Linked DNA regions of Ovis aries: region 1 is linked to region 2. The links are chromatin contacts, called in public Hi-C maps. All regions are on one chromosome and are shown on one strand. The core of a region is the stretch at or near the end of the contact, and the rest is flanking DNA. Distances in the headings are between cores, read along the strand shown. Region 1 has its middle 29 kb from the start of OAZ2. Region 2 has its middle 30 kb from the start of PTGDR.

The links. A called contact is a pair of places that touch in the nucleus more often than the background predicts.
Region 1: a contact with region 2 is called in a Hi-C map of blood, with 5 times the contacts expected there. The contact joins two enhancer-like sites. A contact is called at or near these places in 12 of 16 Hi-C or Micro-C datasets (blood, hypothalamus, liver and 5 more).

Annotation. Positions count from the first base shown.
Region 1 is chr7:43,586,717-43,590,211 of ARS-UI_Ramb_v3.0, forward strand. No RefSeq gene overlaps it. Among named protein-coding and RNA genes, the nearest start is that of OAZ2, 29 kb to the right of the region's middle. Within about 2 kb of position 1,530, at least 5 of the 54 cell types and tissues checked have an H3K27ac peak or open chromatin away from gene starts, as enhancers often do.
Region 2 is chr7:43,440,881-43,444,239 of ARS-UI_Ramb_v3.0, forward strand. No RefSeq gene overlaps it. Among named protein-coding and RNA genes, the nearest start is that of PTGDR, 30 kb to the left of the region's middle. Within about 2 kb of position 1,726, at least 25 of the 54 cell types and tissues checked have an H3K27ac peak or open chromatin away from gene starts, as enhancers often do.

The DNA.
Region 1 (3,495 bases), core at 280-2,779, 150 kb after region 2:
CTCCTTTCAGAGGGTATGGGTGGCAGGTGCACGCTAGCGTAGGGTGCATTAAGATGTTGGCCTAGAAGCAGGGTTCTGCATGTCCCCATGCATACCAGGGCCCTCCCAATCTGGACCTCTTTTTCCATTTCAACTTGAGGATATGGATCTTTCACTGTGGCCCTTCTCCCCACCCCCCCTTACACTGGCTCAGCCACTTACTGATGAGTTAGACCAACCCCCCCGCCTCTCTTTTCTTATCTGTATAATGGAGATGATAATAGCATCAACTTCAGAGGGCTTTCTGAGGATTAAGTGAACTTAGTGTGTGGAAACCTCTTAAGAACAGCATCTGGCATGTGCCGAGTGCCTAAGCATTAAGCTGTTAGAGGTCTGCATTCATGAGGAGAAATAGATAGGGCTTTTTCTCTGTTCCTTTAGCTGCTCCCCAGAATATCAGCACTTTTAGTCCTTAGACTTCGTAGGTGGCTGGACACAGGAGTGTAAGTAAATCCATGGGTATGAACCTTTCACACAAATTACATGTTTAATCATTTTAGAACTAAGGTATCGGGACATGCTTCCATGCCAGTAAGTGTAATCTATATCCTGGCTGTCCTGCCAGCGTGTGTCTAGCTCCCTGTAGATGGCAGGTAACTGAGGCTGAGGCTGTTTACACTTTTTTTTTGCCCTGATAGGCTGTGCTGCCATGGACGCCCTTGTTCACACCTCTCTGGGCACCTGTCCTGCTTGTTTTCCTTATCATAAATTTCCTAGAACTATCACAAGGTCAAAATGTAGACTTGCCAGTCTGGGTTAAGTAAGACTGGGTACCGTTGGGTTTGGCTGCACCACATGGCATGCGGGATCTTAGCTCTCAAAGCGAGGATCGGACCCATGCCCTGGCAGCGGGAGCTTGGCGTCTTAACCACTGGACCACCAGGGAAGCCCCCTAATTGGACTTTGTGGTGAGCGAGGCTCCTGTGTCTGTTGGCTGTTCCTGTTTCTTCTCGTGAGGATTCATCCGTTCGCCCACCTCTCGGTGTGTCTTCTCCATCAGTCCCAGGTTGAGGGGGACTGAGTGCGGCCCCCAATTCCTTTGTTTGGTTGCTCCTCCTCTTGGAGCTGTGGGCATTCTGGATGCCCATGGCTGCCTCTGTGGGATGGCCACTTAGGCCTCCCAAGCCTGCCCTGTGAATGACAGGAGGCCCTGAGAGGGGACTGGCCGCTCGCTCCCTGCTGAGCTGGCCTTGACCCCTGAGCCTGAGCTGGGGCCGGAAGGGACTGTGCTTCTTGAGGGACCTGGACCACCAGCCTCTCCCAGGCATCTGAGGAAAGTGGAAGCACAGCGCTTCAAGGACATTCTGTCCACTTCAGTGGCACGACCATCCCGAGCTCAGAGAGGAGTGCTTTCCTCTCCTTCCTTCCCAAGGAGGCAGCGGCTGCCTCAGGCTCTGGAGCGCGGGGCGCAGCACCTAGAGGAGAGGGCTGGGCCGGATGAGGCAGGCTTGCTGCAGGGGCCCCTCAGCAGCCGCTGGGGGAGGAGGCTGGGTTGGAGGCCTCCAGGGTCCCTCCCACTCTCGTCTGATGCTCTCCCTGCTGCAGCCCAGCAGGGCACCCAGCCTGCCCTGCACTTCCTTGATGAGGGGCTGCTCCAGCCAGAGGCTGGGTGAAGGGCAGTGGTCTGGGCCCACTAGGGCTTCCCCGAGCTGGACTGGCTGCAGGCTCCTCCCGTGGCAGCGGTGCTGGTTTCCTCGTCGCCCCTCTCTTGGGGAATTAGCTCTGGTGTCCAGCTGGGCTTCCAGCTGGGAGGGCAGCCCACAGCTCAGCAAAGGGGAGGAGAGGCTTCCTCCCACTCAGCTGTCAGCCAGGAAGGGAGGGAAGTACTTCCAGATGTTTAAAAGACATGAGAGAAAATAAGGTGGCCTCTGAGGCTGGATGCCTCCACGAGGCTCTTGACCCTGCCCATGTGGTGTGGGTCCTAATCCAGGTGATCCTGGCAGGTCGGGGTCAGCTGTGTGACAACAGCGGTGCCCCATCCTCGGAGCTCAGTGTCCTTCCGGCCTTGGGCAGGTGGCCCGGGACCCAGATGTACCAAGTGCCGAGTGTCCTGGCACTGCAGAGGAACCAACTCCGATGTCCTGCTGAGTACGGAGTGGCCCTGAGCTATAGTGAACAGCACCTGGAATTCTGAGGGGCCACAGGAGCAAGTTCTCAGCTGCCAGGTAGCCTGGCGTTGTTTGATGTCTTCTCTGCTTGCGGTGGCGGGGACTCCCGGCAGCCGAGCGGGCACCGGGTCTGACTGTGCAGTTTCGTGAGGGTTGTCTCTGTGCCCAGCTGCCACTCGGTTGCCTCATCGAGGGCTCTCCTGAGCCCTCCCTCTCTTTCCTAAGAGAAGTCTGGCTCCATTCTCTGAGCTCTCCGCCCCCCACCCCTGACTTGGGGCCCTGTGGTGCCCTGCCTCTACTCTCCCAGGCAGCCAGGGGCAAACGTGCTGTCTGTGACTGGGGCAGGCAGCCTCCCCGCAATGTTGGCTCGGCCCCTAGCACAGCTCATGCTCCAGATTCCCTGCCCTTGGAGAAGGGAGTACGTGTCATTTCCTGGCCTGTCTCTGGGAATCCCGCTTTGGGACCACTGCTCTGTGGGGCCTTCTGGCAAGTCCAGAGTTGAGGTCGCTGTCAGGCCCCTTCTGGCAGGCTCAGCTGGTAGGTCACAGATCCCTAAAGTTAGGAGTCTTATAATGGAGGGGAATGGGCTTCCCTGGTGGCGCAGTGGTAAAGAACGCGCCGCTGCAGGAGATGTGGGTTCAGTCCCTGGATGTGGAAGATCCCCTAGAAAAGAAAATGGCAACCCACTCCAGTGTTCTTGCCTGGGAAATCCCGCAGATAGAGGGTCCTGGTGGGGTAGTCCATGGGGTCACAAGAGTTGGACACAACGAGCGGCTCAGCAGCAGTAATGATGGAGGGGGCAGGAGGGGCGGTGGATGGGCGTGGAAGCACCAGCTGGGTCACGGCTGTGACTCCCTTGACTCCTGTTAAGGACAGGACTAACGTCTGGGAGTCCTGCCCCTTGGAGGCCACGCGGACTTTGGCTTCTAAGGGGATTTTATGTCCTGTCTTACCTGATCCTTGTGGACACCTTGTGAGTTTGCTGTTCAGTCGCTCAGTGGCATCCGACTCTGCAACCGCATGGACTGCAACACACCAGGCTTCCCTGTCCTCCACTGTCGCACCCTGTGACTTAATCATGTCTGTTCTGGAGCTGTGAGGACGCTGAGGCTCGAAGAAGTTGAGAGAAAGTGTGTTAGGTCCCTTCCTTGATGTTAGCAGTCCCACACTCTCCTGGTTAGGGGGATGGGCAGACTGGGGCCCGCGCGCCCGCCACCCCCCACCGGCTGCCAGGCCTCCTCCCACTACTGCCAGGCTCAGTGGAGGAGCATGAACAGCTGTGTAACTGTCCTCTCCTTTGAACCTCATCCTGTAGAAGAGGCAGGTCAGAAGGCACTCTCCCATTTTG
Region 2 (3,359 bases), core at 476-2,975:
CTTTTAAGTTATGACCAACCTAGACAGCATATTCAAAAGCAGAGACATTACTTTGCCAACAAAGGTCCATCTAGTCAAGGCTATGGTTTTCCAGTAGTCATGTATGGATGTGAGAGTTGGACTATAAAAGAAAGCTGAGCGCTGAAGAATTGATGCTTTTGAACTGTGGTATTGGAGAAGACTCTTGAGAGTCCCTTGGACTGCAAGGAGATCCAACCAGTTCATCCCAAAGGAGATCAGTCCTCGATGTTCATTGGAAGGACTGATGTTGAAGCTGAAATTCCACTACTTTGGCCACCTGATGCAAAGAGCTGACTCATTGGAAAAGACCCTGATGCTGGGAAAGATTGGAGGCAGGAGGAGAAGGGAACGACAGAAGATGAGATGGTTGGATGACATCACTGACTCTATGGACATGGGTTTGAGTAAACCATGAGATTTGGTGATGGACAGGGAGGCCTGGCATGCTGCAGTCCATGCGGTTGCAAAGAGACACAACTGAGCGACTGAACTGAACTCAACTGAACTGCAGATAGGATGATACTATGTGGAAAATACAATAAGAACAGAGCAGGATACATTTTCTGTGTAGTGTTGTGCGCGCGTGCTCAGTTGCTTCAGTCATACTGACTCTTTGCTACCCTTTGGACTGTAGCCCACCAGCCTCCTCTATCCATGGGAATTCTCCTGGCAAGAACACTGGAGTGGGTTGCCATGCCCTCCTCCAGGGGATCTTTCTGACCCAGGGATTGAACCCATATCTCTTATTTCGTGGGCTGGCAGGTTCTTTACCCTGGCCCCACCTGGGAATTCTCATGTTGTATCAGTTGAACAGCAGACTAAACTGGAAGGAAATATTTCAAATTAGAAATAGGAATCATATTAAAGTGGTATGATTATCAGGAATTGTTACTTTTAAATTAAAAAATTATAGTTAATTAAAATTAGATTTTCTTTTCTGCTTCCAAATGAGCTCTTTCTCTTTTGTGTGCGTGTTCAGTTGTGTCCGACTCTTCATGACCCCATGGACTGCAGTACATCAGGCTTCCTTGTCCCAGTCCCTGAGCAAACTCAGGAAGATGGTGAAGGACAGGGAAGCCTGGTGTGCAGTTCACGGGGTCGGGAAGAGTTGGACCCTACTGAGCAACTGAACAAGTGATGTCTGCCTCAGGCACAACTCTGTACCCTTGGAAAGACTTAGCCCCGACAGAGCCCCCACTCGCATCCTCACCCCAGTGGGGACAGTGGCACAGTCCTTCTCTCCCGCCACCCAGGCAGTGCAGCCAATGGTCCCCAAGCCGGCTGAAGGCCACAGGGATGCCACTGCCTGGTCTAGAGGTCGGAGCAGCAAGCACACTCCTGGAGGGAAGCGCTGAGGTGCCCTCACACCCCCTGCAACACACCAAGCCGTCTTCACACCCCATCCAGCCGGACACACTGAGGGAGCCGAGGCCTTCAACGTGTCTACCATTCGAAGGCTGTGTGATCTTGGGCACCGTATTTAATCACTCTGTGCCTCAGCATTCTTTTCTGCTAAATGGAGGTAACGGTCCTACCTGGAGGGCTGCCTACCCGGGTTCAGTCTGGCACACAATGTACTCAATAAAGGATAGTGTTGCCATCTGCTCTCTAGCTAACGTCTCCTCCATCCACACTCTCCGCTCCAGGGTGGGGAGCTCCTCAGAGTTCCAGACGAGCAGCCCATATCCTCCGCCAGGTGGAGCCCGTTTCCCTCGCGCCACAAAGAAGCCCCTGACGCAGGTGGCCAGTCAGGACAATCGCAGCCGTGGTCGCCCCTGCGGGGGTGAGGGGTATCCTCTCGGCCTCTGCCCGCCCTGCCCCGGCCTCCTCCCCGCGCACTCTCGGCCGTGGGCCTCCCAGGCTAGCTCCCTCTCCGTGCCTCCGCTTCGGAGCGCCTCTGCATTGTGCCTGGGCGCAAGCCGCTTGTCCCCGTCCGCGGGCTTGGACCCGATGAGCGGAGGGAGGGCAAGCTGAGTTCGGAGTGAGGACGAGGCTCCCGGGAGCGGGAACGTCCGGGTGCAGGCAACAGTCCTCCAGACCCCTCGCCTCTCCGCCTCGCCTCTCATACCTTGGGTATGATATGCAGGCAACTGCGGCGGCCTCCCGCTCGCCCTCTACTCTCAGGCCAGACTGAGGGTCCATCTTCGGGCTCCCCCGACCAGGCCATGGCTAAGTGGGTGGGAGCCACTCGGGACTCCGCAGATCCCCCAGTGCTTTTCTCCCTGACAGCAAGTTGTCCCAGCCTTCCTGGCCTGGATGTACGACCTCCCCTAGGGCCTTGGAAGCCTGGTCTGGCGCCCCCAGGCGTTGAAATTCACACCCCAAGCGCTTGAATGGGCATTTACAAACTGAAACCGCTGTTTGTAATGCCTGAAGGCATTTCAAGAGATGGTCAGATTTGTTTATGATCAGAAAAATACAAATTAAAATGACAGTGAGATACCACTTACACCCATTGGGCTGGCAAAAATTAGAAAAACTGGATAATGTCAAATAGTGGTGGGGACTGAGGGGTGTTCTGACAAGGTGCAGTGCTGGTGAGGGTAGCCTGAGGCAGCCATTCTGGCCAAGAATCTTGGCAATAATGAGGGAAACTAAACACAGGGAATCGTGACCCTGAAATCAGGCTCCTTCTCTTACAGGCTCATAAGGGGACATGTTAGATCACGTTTGTTCCTGGATTGTTGTTTTGTGGTTGCTGGGAGCTGGAGGCAACCCAAATGCCCACATTGGGAAAGTGGATGGATGAGTAGAATGTGATACTACCATGCAAGGTGGCTTCCCAGGTGGCTCAGTGGGAAAGAATCCCCCTGCCAGTGTAGGAGGCTTGGGTTTGATCCCTGGGTTGCGGAGATCCCCTGGAGAAGGAAAAGGTGATCCACTCCAGTATTCTTCCTGAAAAATCCCATGGACGGAGGAGACTGGCGGGCTACATACAGTCCATTAGGTTTCAAAGAGTCAGACACCACTGAGAATGCAAAGCACTGTGGAACTACAGATGAAAGGGACCAGGTGTGTTTACACCAACATGGATTGAAACAAAACACAAAGTGCTGAGCAGAAAAGGTAAACCGACTAAATGAGACCTAAAACACAATACCAATAAAAGTGCTCGTGCACAAAACAACACAGATTTGCAAAGATAGATACAGTACAAACAAAAAGATACTCGTTAAACTCAACAGAATGGTTGTACTTGAGACCCTGGGGGGTGTCCACGTCTCCTTTTTGTTGCCTTATAGACATTTATAGCTTCTTTAGATTGTGGGGGATAGTGAGGTCCCAGGCATCTCCGCCCCAAGGCAAGAAGTCATTACTATTTCTTCTGGGATCAGAGG